Linked DNA regions of Zea mays: region 1 is linked to region 2. The links are chromatin contacts, called in public Hi-C maps. All regions are on one chromosome and are shown on one strand. Each heading gives the region's core, a stretch centred on a gene start, on an enhancer-like site or on the middle of the called end of the contact. The rest is flanking DNA. Distances are from core to core; before and after follow the strand shown.

Region 1 (7,281 bases), core at 853-3,352, 690 kb after region 2:
CTCGACAACCTCAGCCAAGGTCTTCCCAGTCCTCGGGGTGAAGGTGCATGATCCAAATTGGGCTATCTTATTACCTATCTTTCTCTTCTGCCAGTGCAAGCAATAATTCTTGGCAAAAACCTCCACAGATGACTGTCCGCTGTAGGAGGAGACTGCCCAAACATACTTCGCAAGCGCCACCACTGCGTTCGGCGTCAACTAGTGGACTTGCACCTCAAACCTTCGCAACACCTCCACTACGAACCGATGCATCGTGAGGCAAAGACCGACAGTGAAAAAGGCCTAAAAACTATCAACTCGCCCTCCGGCTCGGGGACCTCTTTCGCACCTGGGGCCCACCCGACACCGTTACCAAAGTAACCCAGCCGCTGCATCTCCAGCACGCGGGCCGAGAAAATCCTTGAGGTGCCAAACTCCACGGTGTGGCCGGGCTGCAACTCAACCACTGCCAAGTCGCTCAAGGTCTCCTCGGACAACGGCGTGGCCGGCGACGCACTCGCAGCAGACGAGGAAGAAGACATTGCAACGTACCGTTAACGACGGCACACAGTTTGCTTGATACGGGCTAGATCTCCGGCGCAGAATGAGCAAGGAGGGCAAGCGAGCAACTGTAAAAGCTAGGGTTTCTGCAACGCAAACTCAAGCAGGTAGCGGTCTCGGTCGAGGTCGGGTTTTTATAGGCGCGGAGCGACGCCTCGAAAAACCCGCAGTCCAACAGTAACACGTCCATCAACGGTCACATTTCAAAAACCCCCACGGGACCACTTCGAGTGAGGGCAGCGTTTTCACCATCTCACGGTAGTCTTCGACACCAGCTGACTTGGTCGAACTGGCCCCTCGGAGGGCAAATGTTGGGGCGAAGGCGAACACGCCACCCTTCGCTCGACGACACCTACCTCGCAACCGCACAGACGAAGGCCGCTCCTGCAGGCCCCGCCGGACAGATCGCGGACACCGTCCATACGAAGGCCTGTTCGGCCCCCTTCGCTCCAATGGGTCTTCAATGGGGCTCTATGCACTCAACAACGGTAGGGGGCAGGGGCTCGAGCCCCGCTCACCCCACCGCTACATGTCCCTGTACAAGGGAGAATAACATGCCTACACTACACTTAACGATTATGGAAACTGATGCTTTATAACAGTAGAGATTTGCTGTCTCTATGAATTACAGCTGCAACAGTTTAAACAGTAGGCTTTAATCCGAAGCGATTATATAGTGGTATAGATATAGACGAGAGTTCTTCAAGCGGATTTTTTTACCATGTGGGTTAGAGAGTTGCACATGAAAATTCTTTTATTTTCAACTATTTTAATTGTGCGTGGTCGCAACATACTAACACTGTTTCCACCGTCCCTGGCAAATAGTTATTAGTAGTTATTAGTTCCAAACCTATGTTCAGACCCACATAGCCAACAAAACACATGTGTCTTTGTGTTTTATTTTTTATATTAAAAAATTAAATGAAAATCGTACCAACGTACATACATTTTACTAATATATATACTGTTGAAATATTATATAAAAAACGCGAGGGTTATCCCGCCCGGTCAATCAAACTATGGCTATAGCCTATTGATGTGTACACGTAGCAGGTGTACAACTGCTGTAACAGCACTGCAGTAGTCCTACTTTACTACAGTAGGAGAATAGGAGTAAAGCGAACAGGCTTTTTCACTCGTTCTTTTCTTTATCTATGGCAGGACAGTTCCACCTCCACCTCCAAGTGCTTCCTTGTTTTGGCGAAAAAAAGAGCAGAAGCACAGAAAATAGGGGGGAAATTAAGAAGCGTAGAAAACGGAAAATAACCCTTGAGCTGACATGTGGGTGTGGCTGGACGTAGTACAGTTGTACTTGTACGGTTGATCCTCGAGATGCGCTGTGCAGCCTGGGCTATCTTTTCTACTGCGCAGTGGGCCTCCACCATCCTTGGTCCACGCTTCCTCTCCGGCCCACCACGGGCTGCTGCTGCCTGCCTCTGCGTCTGCTAGTCTGCAACTGCAACCACAGCTCTGACCTCTCCTCTACGGCTCTACCAGACTCCAAAAGTCCCAAGTCCCAGCATCCCTCCCCCGTGGCGTTGGCGTGCCCCGTCCCCTCGTCCCCGTCTCGGTCTCAAAAGCCTCGCACACCAGTGCACCACCACCACGGGCCACGGCACCATCTCCAGACTCCCGAGGGGACCATCACCGCCGCCTGCCCTTCCTTCTCCCACCTGCACCGCCGCCTCCAATTCCCGCCCGCCCCACTGCCATTGTGCGCCCCCGGAATGGCGTCACGCGGAGGAGATCCGGTAAGCTCCGGCCTGATTTTCAACTCTCTCCTCCCACATCTTCTCCTGGGGCGGAGCATTTGAATCGAACCCCCCAAAATCGCCCTCCCTCGAACGGTAGCCCCCAATCCGTACAGATTGTGGCCGATAGATTGGTTGACTCACGTGCCCTGCGCTCGCTCGCTTTGGGGGTGCTAACCTAATCGGTGACCCTCCTGTACCTCGATTGGGGCCTCGTTCTCCTCAGCATTGACCTCAGCGGTTTCCTTTTAGACAATGCTGCTGGTTTGCTGGTTGTTTCCACCATTCACGAGCGTGTACCTGTGCCCGAGACGCCGAAGTGATGTTCCCCCACTTTTTGGTATGTTGTGCAGGTAAACCAACTCTAGCTGAAGTGACGAGTGGCAGCATTGTTCAACCGTGCGGCTTCTGCTTGGCTGGTAGGTGAATGCCGTTCGATTATAAATTGTTCCTGTATAGCGTTTCACCTGCCTGTATTCTTCTAGCGCCTATTGATAAAACTGTTATTTAGCTTGTTTGGTTGCGTCTGGATTAAAGTGGATTAGAGAGGATTCTATTCAATTTCGATTAGTGAGGGATTTAATCCCCCTCAATCCACTTCGATCCAGACGCAACCGAACACGGCCTAATGCGTGTCCATACCATGTGATCTTCTTGACAAGTTCAGTTATGAAGCCTTCATAAGGCAACCCATATGTTCCTGTGGTGCTTCCATATTTGAGTGAGTACAGTACACGATGCCTTTCCCTGAGTCTGCCCAATCTTTTTCAGTCCTCTTGATTCCCTTGTTGCGATGTTAGGGTGCGTTTGGTTGCCGGACAGTCAGGACAGAGACGTTCCTTGACGTCCTCTCTCATCCCTCCAATTTTCAGGAATAACTGGGGACAACATTGAGATAGTTCTGTCTCAACCCTTGACTCTGAACCAAACAACCTTATTTGAAAGATCGTCTCATCCCGTCCCGTCCTGTCATTGCAACCAAACACACTTAAGCAATATGGTAGGTCAGATCCTCATAGGAACATGTTGATGCAATTAAAACCAAACTTTTTTTACATCTAAACATAAATATTTAGAACTTGAGATCACAAACCTGTGTAATAACAAAAAACTATGATTTGGGTTGACTTGGAAGTTTTGGAAATTATATTTGCAAAATCTGGCATTTCTGGTAACTTAAAATATGCCTTGAAAATAAAAGTTACGCAACCTAGGGCCCAACTAGAGTCTATATTAGCTATGTAGCTACTCACTTGTTGCTTGGTGATTATATGAGCATTGTGAAGTGAGTAACTCAAGGCTGGTTGTAATTGCATACAAATATGCCATCTATGGGCTATGGCTGCTGCCCACACAAGCTAGTTGGACACCTGGGTACTCTGTTGTCACTCTAGGTGCTAGGTGCCAAAACGCTGCCGCCTAGGACACCTTTCCTGCCTAATAGAACACTGGTCGATCGATTAAGTCTTTCCATCGCTGAAGCAATAAGAGTTCCTTTCCCGAACGAACTCTCAAAAGCTTGTCTCCATTGTTTGCATGTTGTGCGAAAGTCTCCCAAGATTGGCAGTTGTGGTGTTGAGGATCCATAATCCCTGAAAGGCTGCCAAGGTGATGAGAATATCTAAACCCTAAAGGCAGTGCAAGAGTGGAAAAAATATGAGGGATCCATAATCCCTCATATTTTTTCCACTCTTCATTCTTTCCAACCTGTGATGTGCTATTTTTTTGCAGCACCTAATCCCTCAGTTCATTTTCCACTCTTCATTCTTTTTTAATCTGTGCTACTTTCATTTGAGCCATGTTATCGTAAATGTTCAAATGGACTAAACAATCACCTAGCGTCTATCAATTTATTCAAGCTAAAAGTCCATTTAAACGGACTAAACAGGATCAACAAGCCATTGTGTAGAGGTGTGTAAATGGGCTAAACGGCCGTGTAGGCGACAGTTTTGAGGCCAGCGTTTGAAATTGTAATCTGTTGAGCTGTTAGTTGCTTAGCTTTTAGGATCTCTTGAAACTTGGTAATGCTTTATGTTGCAAAATCTTGGAATTAATTTTTAAATAGCAATTATCGATTGTTATGGAAAATATCCAACAATGTGATTACTGAATTGAGGTATGAGCTAGTGAGAATTCACCCATGCCTAGTTTTGGTGATCCTATCATGTTTAGGGTAATGTGTGATGTTGTATAAATAGGAAGTCCTAGTCTATGCATATGTAGTTATGTCAGTGAAATTAAATATTACTTTATGAAATTCCTTTCAAGGCAATGATTCTATAACAGCAGAGCTGTTGGGTGAATTTATATAAACATTGTAGATGTGCCTCATAAGTTTCAAATTTGTAGAAACTAGAAACGAGATAGATGTACCTCATAAAGTGATGTATCATTGAAGATTTGAAGAGAATCTAGCTTCAGTTTTAAAACAGCGTCTAGGCAACATGTCATTTGTGTGGTATCCACCCAGTTTTGTCGCTCGGTCCGTGCCCTACAGTGTGACAATGGCCGCGAGTTCGACAACCACGTCTCCCGTTCTTTCTTTTTCACTCATGGCGTCCAGTTGCGTCTCTCGTGCCCCTACACCTCTGCCCAGAACGGTCGGGCCGAACGCACGATTCGCACCACCACCAATATGATTCGCTGCCTTCTCTTCCAGGCAACTCTCCCTGCCAGCTACTGGGCAGAGGCCCTGCACACCGCTACACACCTCCTCAACCGTCTTCTGTCGAAGGCGGTGAGCCACCCTACTCCCCACTTCGCCCTGTACGACACAACCCCCTCCTATGACCATCTTCGCATGTTCGGTTGTGCCTGCTATCTTAACACTTCTGCCACTACTCCTCATAAGCTATCTTCTCGCTCCACTCGCTGCCTCTTCCTTAGCTACTCCCCTGACCAAAAGGGGTATCATTGACTTGACCTCGTCTCCCACCGCATCATCATCTCACGTCACGTCGTCGTAGACGAAGATGTGTTTCCCCTTGCTGGCTCCTCCCCACCCACCGATCTGGACTCCCTCCTTGAGTCTGATCCGGTTCCCCCTCCAGCCCAGGCACCCTGCCTTGCGCCGTTGCTCGCACCATGTGCGGTCTCGACGCCTCCGCTCTCGCCTATTCCCGTGCCATGCGTGGCCGCGTCGACCCCACCTACGCCACACGTGGCCCCGTCGACCCTGCCTGCGCCACGCGACGCCCCGTCGATCCCGCCTGCGCCACACACAGCCCCATCGACCACACCTACGCCATTCGCGACCCCATCGACGAGCGCGAGCCGCTTTGCCGACCCCACCCACGTCTACCACCGCAGTGGGCGCGCCACTCCCTCGGCGCCCACTGACCTGGGCCCATCGACGAGCGCGGCTCGCTTCGCCGACTTCGCCGTCGTCTATCACCGCTACGAGCCGGCCATGCCCGTGGCTCCCGACGTCCCGGTGGCCCGCTCCGAGCCGCTTGTGTACCACCCGGTCGCCATCCATCGCGACCCCGGGCACGTCGACTCGATGGTGACTCAGTGCGCCGCCGTCGTTTTCTGCCCCGTCGACCGGCTGATCCTAGCAGCTGATACGACTACCACTCCTCTGGACGCGTACCCGGTACTCTTCTTCGTTCGCACTGCCCTCGCCGACCCACACTGGCGTCGCGCTATGGAGGAGTATGCGGCCCTGCTGGCCCACCACACCTGGGACCTGGTGTCATGTCTACCAGGCACCAACGTGGTCATCGACAAGTGGCTCTTTCACCACAAGCTAACCTCGGACAGCTCTCTCGACAGCTACAAGACCCGTTGGGTGCTTCGGGGCTTCACCCAACGCCCCGGAGTGGACTACGATGAGACCTTCAGCCTCGTCGTCAAGTTCGCCACCGTTCACGCTGTCCTCTTCCTCGCCCTCTCCCGGGATAGCGCGATCCATCAGCTCGACGTCAAGAATGCCTTCCTCCACGACACTCTGACGAAGACTGACGAAGATTGTCTACTGCAACCAGCCCACTGGCTTTGTTGACGCCACTCACCCGGATCTGGTCTACCAGCGGAACCGCTCCCTATACGACCTCAAGCAGGTGCCGCGAGCATGGTACAGTCGCTTCGCCTCCTACTTGGCCTCCATCGGCTTCGTCGAGGCCAAGTCGGGCACCTCCCTGTTCATCTACAGGCGCGGCAATGATACTGTCTACCTCCTGCTCTATGTCGACGACATTGTGCTCATGTTGTCCACCGCCGACCTCCTATAGCGCACGATCGTCGCCTTCAGCGGGAGTTCGCGATGAAGGACTTGGAGCCCCTCCACCAGAGCCAGTACACCATTGACATCCTAAAGCGGACTGGCATGTCCGACTGCAAGTCCTGCTCCACACCTGTTGGCACTCAGGCGAAGCTCTCTTAGGACGACATGCCCCTGGTCGCCGACATGACGTCCTATCGAAGCCAGATCGGTGCTCCAGTACCTCGGTACCTCACCTTCTCCATGCCCGACATCGCCTACACCGTTCAACATGTGTGCCTACATATGCACACCTCGTGGGAGCCCCATCTCACCGCTCTCAAGCGGATCCTATGCTACCTTCGTGGCTCCCTCGACTATGGACTCCTCCGACCATCCCTGACATCAGAGCTCGTGGTCTACACCGACGCTGACTGGGCTGGCTGCCCCAACACGCGTCGGTCCACATCCGGTTATACCGTGTTTCGGGGCGCCAACCTCGTTTCCTGGGCCGCCAAGCGGTAGCCCGTCGTCTCCCGCTCCAGTGCCAACGTCGAGTACCGTGCCGTGGCAGAAGCCTCCTGGCTGCGCCAGCTCCTCCATGAGCTCCACAGCCCCCTTCAGCGCTCCACCCTCGTCTACTGCGACAACGTTAGCGGTCTACCTCTCCACCAATCCCGCGGAGATCGACCTGCACTTCGTCCGCGAGCGTGTCACCGCCGGTGACGTTCGGGTTCTCAGCGTTCCCACCACGTTGCATTTTGCTGACATTTTCACCAAGGGATTACC
Region 2 (6,888 bases), core at 1,477-3,976:
AAAACTTTAGGTTAAAGTGAAGTTTCCAATACTCTAAAAATACCATGGTTTTGAAAACACGGTTTTCAGGATTGCAATCAAACACCTTATGGCGTAAAATACTATGGTATTACTAAAAAAACCGAGGTATTGCCTAGAAACCACAAAAATACTTCACTGCCAAACAGGCCCGTAGTATTCCAAAACCATAGTTTTGAAATACTTTACTTCCAAACACGCGCTACATGAAGCCCAATAGTTTTTTATTAAAAAATCAACAAACTCATGCAATGATTTGTTGTGCCACACGACACACGTTTTTGCAGCCTTTCTTGGGAGAGGGAGATGGGGTTTGTTCAGGGAGGGGGAGGGGGGTTAATTTCTTAAGGACAGGCCAGAAGGGACAGGAAGCAACTTAACAAAAATAATCATGTGCTCCTACCATGCCTAGTTAAATTTTCTTTCAAAAAGCAACCAGTCTACCAATAAAAAAGGTTTGAAAAAATACAGCCGCTGATTCTACAAAAGCTCGTGACACAAGGATAGCCCACTGTAATAGTCTTGAGCGTCTGCTAAAACTGCTTATAAGTTCATCCATAGTAGCTAAATAGGTTGGTCCAGGGCAACAATTTTTTGTTGTATTATGACCGTTCAATATTAATCAACTGGTCTAATGGAGAACAACATTATCTTTGCACAATTTTCGCCATTTGAAACTCAAATCTTAGCTTCTTTCTGAAAACACCAAAAACTGATATTTTCTGGAAACTACAATAATATTTATATTTTGATGTAGGTATTATTTTGTGCAAACACCACACACTTTAATTGTTCAATGTCAAGATTTTAAATATTCGATAAAGTCACTAACCTCCATCTCCATTTATAAAACAAAGTAACTCATCCAAAGATCTCTCGTCTTTTTGTTCTTCTTGTGTTTGAACATCCTGAAATAAAGCGAACCTCAAAAATAAACATAAAACTAGAACAAAAAACTGATGAAGTACGATACATCATTGAACACAACACATAGTAAATAAATGAGAAGTACCTTTAGTTTCTGGCGTTCCTGCAGTTCTTTCCGCTTCTTTGCATACAATCGGTTCAATAAACGAATTGTAGGATCATCATTTAAATTTTTTAGTGGCTCCAGTTTCTCTTCCTGGCAAATAGGTGTCAAATGTGTCAACATCTAAAAGGAAATGATTCACTTTATCAAGCTGAGTTTGTGTTAATGAAATCTGTCTTTTTTTAGCTCCAGATGGGGGAATTGTACTCAGGGAGATCAAGAGAACCTTTTCCTATACACGACTATTCAAGTGGTACTCTTACCTCTGTTAAGTCATCTGGTAAATGGAAAATATCTCTAACTTCATCAGGTGTTTTTCCTCCAATGATTCGAGCAAGTGCTCCACAAGTAAGATCAACTAGTGGCCTTAACTGCAGACCAAGGGCTGCAGAAGCCAACTTACACAGTTTTTCTGTGTCTATCCTGACAAACTTTTCATCGAATGACTTCCGCTCCTACAAATGTAGGAAATCCATGATAAGATATGCTCGAACAAATATAGATTCAACAAACAAAACTTTCAAGATGAATATAAAGTGCAGCAAACCTTGTTTGAGCGCCCAGGGACCTGATGAAACCGACAATAATCAAGAATCAAACTCAAACTTGCCGGATTAACTCTTTCCGGTAGAACTATAGCATGATTCTTAGATGACCCTGTCCCATTTTTCATTATTTCCCGACATATCATAGGGCAGAACATGGCAACTTCTTCCTCCACTTGTTGTATGGAGCCATCAAAGCACTGAAGCCAGATATAAGTTTTCAATGCCTGTCAGAGTTCACCAAAAAACTTGATTTAGGCCCAAATGATGCAATGAAGATAAGAACACAACATTTCCTCTCTAATTAACAGAAACAGCAATGGAAAATGTACCTCTGGTTTTATTACTGCTAACTCGCTCTCTGACATGATTGCCCCACACCAGGAAAATAATGATGATAACAGAACCAGATACAGGAGAAAATTACAAAGAATTCCTTTCAGGCATAGAACCACAACTGGGCTCTCCAATGCCCAACAGCAGCTCAGTGAACTTTATCCTCTAGAACATATATGTGCACACCTTGTTTCGCCTTCAGATTGGAGAATGACTTTCTGCCTTCAATGTATAATGAGCTGCAAAATTTCACAGGAACACAAGGTTCACCGTATTTGATAACCTAAAATAAAGGAAGAAGAAGGCAAAGATGCGCAAGTTAAGGGATTTTACCAACTACATAACAAATGTGAAGAAAAATAGGGCAGATAGAATCAGGGGTGGACCTAGTAAAGGAAATGGGTACACCCGATAATTTTTTGCAAAGCAATTGAAGTTAGTAACAAAAATACATGCCTACACACTTGTAATGAGATTCAGATCCGAATACGGATAGGAAATTAGGGTTTGGGCGCAAGGTTTCGCACACAGCAAAAAGAGAAGACCAAGGAGAAGGCATATGGTGGTGCTCGTCGGCGGCGGAGGGGAAAAAGTAGGGAGGCAGCGACGTCCGTCCCAGGCGTCGGTGGGTGGGGGTTGCGCGCACGCTGGGCCGCTAGGGGTGATGGATGAAGACAAGGCAAGGTTGCAGCATACAGCTACAGGTGAGTACCTGCGGGTTGGGAGGAAGCGATTGACGCCGTTGCTAGGCGTACCTGCAGCGGCCGGAGAGACGGGAACGGAGAAACTCCGAGCGATAACAAACGGCGGCGGCGGCGGCGGCGGCGAGGATAGAACGATTTCAGGCTCGGTCGGCAATGGCACGTCCAACGGTCCAACCCAATCGTAACGGCGCGGGGCCATGGGCCTGTGCCAGTGGGCCTGCATCAAGCTGCCGCCAACCCCATGTCCGATTATTTTAACTTTTTTTGTAAAAGAAAACACATACTATTATCGCGTTCGAACTATATGGTAGTGGTAGGTATAACTAAAATAAAAGATAAAACATATAATCAAAGCACACAATATAAATATTTAAACCTAAATACAATAGAGCTACAGATTCTTATTAATAGTTTTATCAAGGTATCATTAAGCGTGCAATCTTCTCTCTAGTCTTCATTAGAGAATTTGGAGCCACTCCCAAAGACCCTACAGAAAGGCTAAACTCCATATCAAATAACTCGTGGATACCTCGGGTCTTCTCCGCGCACAGTGGTGTTTCGATGTGACCTCTCCCAAATACTCTTCACTATCTTCACAATCGAGTTTTTCAACCAAAATGTCGCGTCTCTCCATTATATGGTGGCGGCCACACCACAAATACAGTTGTTACGATCTTGCACTACTATAAACCCCTATGGTGTAACTCATACAATGATGCGTATGGGTAAGAGGTGTTCTAACCTACATCTAACATTAGGCCTAAACCTAGGGCAAACACTATATGTGGTGGTCTAACACTCTAACTGTCGGGGGGTAATAATTAGGGATACCTGAAATATCCCCCGAAGAACGCACTCAGAGAGATAAGAACGAAACCCTCGAGGGGAAACGACTGAGGCCTCTCCCCGAGGATCTCCTGCCTAGGGTGGAACTCCGCCTCGCCCGAGGTCGCCACCGCCCCGACTGTCTTGTTCGAGCCAATCTCAGGCAGATAAGACAGAAGCGCCCGATAACAGGAAGGGAACACCTGCATTTAATGCGCGTACCTACCCAACGATGCGGCAGCAGAGCACAGTGGTTGACAAGACGACAATCACATCTGGACGCAACAACATGATTACGTCTCCGCTACAGTACGCGCACGCCGCCTGCCATCCCCCGATGGGACATCTAATACGACAAGCAGAGCAGACCGGCCCTCGGGCGCATTTCTCCGCCTCGCCCGACGCCGAGTCCAATCCACGGGCGCAATCTCCGCATCGCCCGATGCCGAGTCCGGCCCTCGAGCAATTTCTTCGCCACGCCCGACGTCGAGTTTAGACCTCAAATGAATTCTTCGCCTCGCCCAAGCTCAGCCTCGGCCACCTACTCCTCTACGAATCCCGCGGACGACCACTCCGCCAAAACTGTGGCGCACGTCAAGGGATGGCTCGTCCAACACCTCGGGAAGACTTCCGCCTCGCCCGAGCGGGGCTCCGACCTCGATAAGCGCCACAGGAAATCTCGACGTCATCCCGCGCAAGGACGCTGATGCACCCCGTAAGCAGGCCTTTAGCCTTACCCCGGCGCTATTACAACAACTACATAATGGGCAGCCTCTCCCCTGGGGGCTCGGGTGTACGGATAATCCCTCGGTCTCTGCCTCGGCTCTCAGCGGGAAACCAGTGGACGCAAGTCAACAACACAGTGCACCGCCACGTCGGCTTGCAGGGCGCCAAGACATCTCTCCTTTGAATACAACACCAGGCTTCACTGTGGACGCCCCCTTCATGTATAAATAGGGCAGTAGAGTCCCTCCAAGGGAAGGACAACCAGATAAGGAACACACCGATAAACACTCAGTTCTCCACTCGGTCTACTCGGTCTTAGATATTGGCACTTGCCTCAATCATTTCTAGGGACTTGGGGACTTCCCCTCTCCCGTCGTGTTTGTAACCCCTACTACAGGCACCTCGGTGCGAGTAATATAAGCCTAACCCCCCTTTGTTGGAAGTAGAGCCTTACGTTGCCCGAACCAGGATAAACTACTTGTATCTACTAGCACACCATCTAGAGTCTGGCCACGCGACATTATTTACTAGTTGGTTAGGACCCCTAGTCCGAACGTCGACAGTTGACGCGCCAAGTAGGGGCTTGTCGCGTGAAACACTTTTAGTTCCCGCCAAGACTCTAGATGACAGGTTTCCACCATCCACTCAGGCTTGGGACGGTGATCAGGTTCGGGAGCCTGGAGTTCATGTCACTCGGCATCTAGTATGACACGATACTCCTCTTGTCTATCCCTCTCGAGCGCCCAAGCTCCCATCACCGCCCTTCTCGTCGCAGGAGGTAGAGACGGAGCAACCGAGATCGTGCCACTCATGGCACCCTGTGCTCTATAGGAGCCCCTGGGATGGCTGATGGCATAGACTCCCTCTTGAGGGACCTAGCCCATGCCAGCATTGTGCCCAGAGCGCCACCAGTGGCACCTGCGCCGACTTTCTCTGCGTGCCACCTCCTCCGATGTGGGAAACGCCAGTTCCCCATGCTGTCGAGCGAGTGGTACCAATCACACCAGTCCTCCCACCTGCGGGTTGGGAGGAGCCGATCGCTCCTTGGTGAGATTTGTTGAGGGTCGGGGGAGAACCGCATGTGTTCCCATCCCCTTCGAGCCAAGCTTCGACACTAGCTCTGTCACAAGGATGTATGCCGGGTTTCCTTTCCCCTCGGGGTACCTAGACTCCGAGGAGGAAGATGGCCCGAGCTTCGCCCTAGATGTAACACCTCTGGTGTTATAAGAACTAAAACTTGGTCATGACTTCATTAGCATTGGCATTTCATTATGTATGTTACAACTAGAGTGCATCCACTAGGTTAAAACTTTAAAACAAGTTGTGATGTGATGACTTGAAGTGCTTATTTATATCAAAGGTTAGTGAAAATGTTCATAAGAGACTAAACTTGATGGATTTGAGCGGCACATAAACCCTAGAGCACTCAAAACTCTAATAAGAACCCTAGAAACCCTAATTTGTGCCATATAAGGTGATTTCAATTTATATGCACTTTTGGACCAAAGTGTATATATCAAAGTGGTAGAGTATCAAAAACTAAGCAACTTTTTACATTGGAAGATTTTCAAGTGATGTGGAACAAATTGGAGTTAATTGCAAAAAGCCCCAATAGCACCTTATGGCTTAAACTCTGAAATCGGTGTGATTAGGCCAAGTATGTGCCCTTGTATCTCTTAATCCATGGAGATTTTTCCCAAGTCATTACAACAAAATGGTAGAGCTATGTTAGTAGTTCAAGTTTTATTAAGTGACTAAGCCTTGGAGTTACATGCAAATGGGAGAAAAATGGACCTGAAGTTGGGCTGTCAGTCACCCTTGGTACTGAAATTCGACTGTCAGTGAACTGGGATGAACTTTGAGATCGATTTTACATAGGATCCAGTGGATGTTTGATTGAGGTTGCTATAACAAAATTAAAGCTGGTTTATAGAAGAACAACTTTGCTACATACAGATTAGTGGGTTGTTACATAAAAATTTGAGAAAAGGGCTCCTGAACTTGCTCTGTTAGAACGACTGATTGGGATCACGATGGTACAGTGGACTGAACAAGAATCTAGGTTCAGTGAACTCGCCGCCGGTGAACCCGCGCCGCGATTCATGCCTGCCGCCGCGATTCGTGCACGACGCAGCGTGGATATTACCGGACCAGTGAAAAGATCTTGACCGCGGATGAGATTGTGAGTTGGCCGCCATACCCACTTGCCCCGCGACCGGTCGAGATGACCATCGCCATAGTTTGCCGCTTGTCGCAAGGATGCCACGTATTTGGAGGCTGAAAGGGAAATGGGCTAAAACCTTTTCCTAATTGATTTTGGTGGTTGAATTGCCCAACACAAAAAATTGGACTAACTAGTTTGCTCTAGATTATAAGTTCTACAGGTGCCAAAGGTTCAACACAAATCAATAAAAAGTCCAAGAAAGGGTTCAAATAAAAAGAGCAAAAAGACAACCGAAGGCTGCCCTGATCTGGCGCACCGGACTGTCCGGTGCACCAGGAAGATCAACTCCGAACTTGCCACCTTCGAGTTTCTATGATTGCCTCTAGCTATAATTCACCGGACTGTCCGGTGTAGCACCGGACTGTCTGGTGTGCCAAGCGGAGTAACGGCTACAGCGCCAACGGTCGACTGCAAAAGGTGAACAGTGAGTTACAGTGCGCGGACAGTGCGCGCAGAAGTCAGAGCAGGCGCAGATGGCGC

Evidence for each region. Hi-C and Micro-C count contacts between places; a contact is called where the count stands out from the background.
Region 1: a contact with region 2 is called in a Hi-C map of leaf, with 2.3 times the contacts expected there. The contact joins the promoter of LOC100274676 here to the promoter of LOC100273625 in region 2. A contact is called at or near these places in 5 of 25 Hi-C or Micro-C datasets (ear, endosperm, leaf and 1 more).

The regions. Positions count from the first base shown.
Region 1 is chr10:66,024,874-66,032,154 of Zm-B73-REFERENCE-NAM-5.0, forward strand. It overlaps LOC100274676, which reads left to right and starts at 2,103. Exons shown (of 5, transcript NM_001148996.2): 1 at 2,103-2,291; 2 at 2,645-2,710.
Region 2 is chr10:65,334,564-65,341,451 of Zm-B73-REFERENCE-NAM-5.0, forward strand. LOC100273625 reads right to left here and starts at 2,727. Exons shown (of 8, transcript NM_001148041.1): 1 at 2,642-2,727; 2 at 1,926-2,212; 3 at 1,596-1,820; 4 at 1,312-1,503; 5 at 1,031-1,141; 6 at 851-926. The coding sequence starts at 1,961.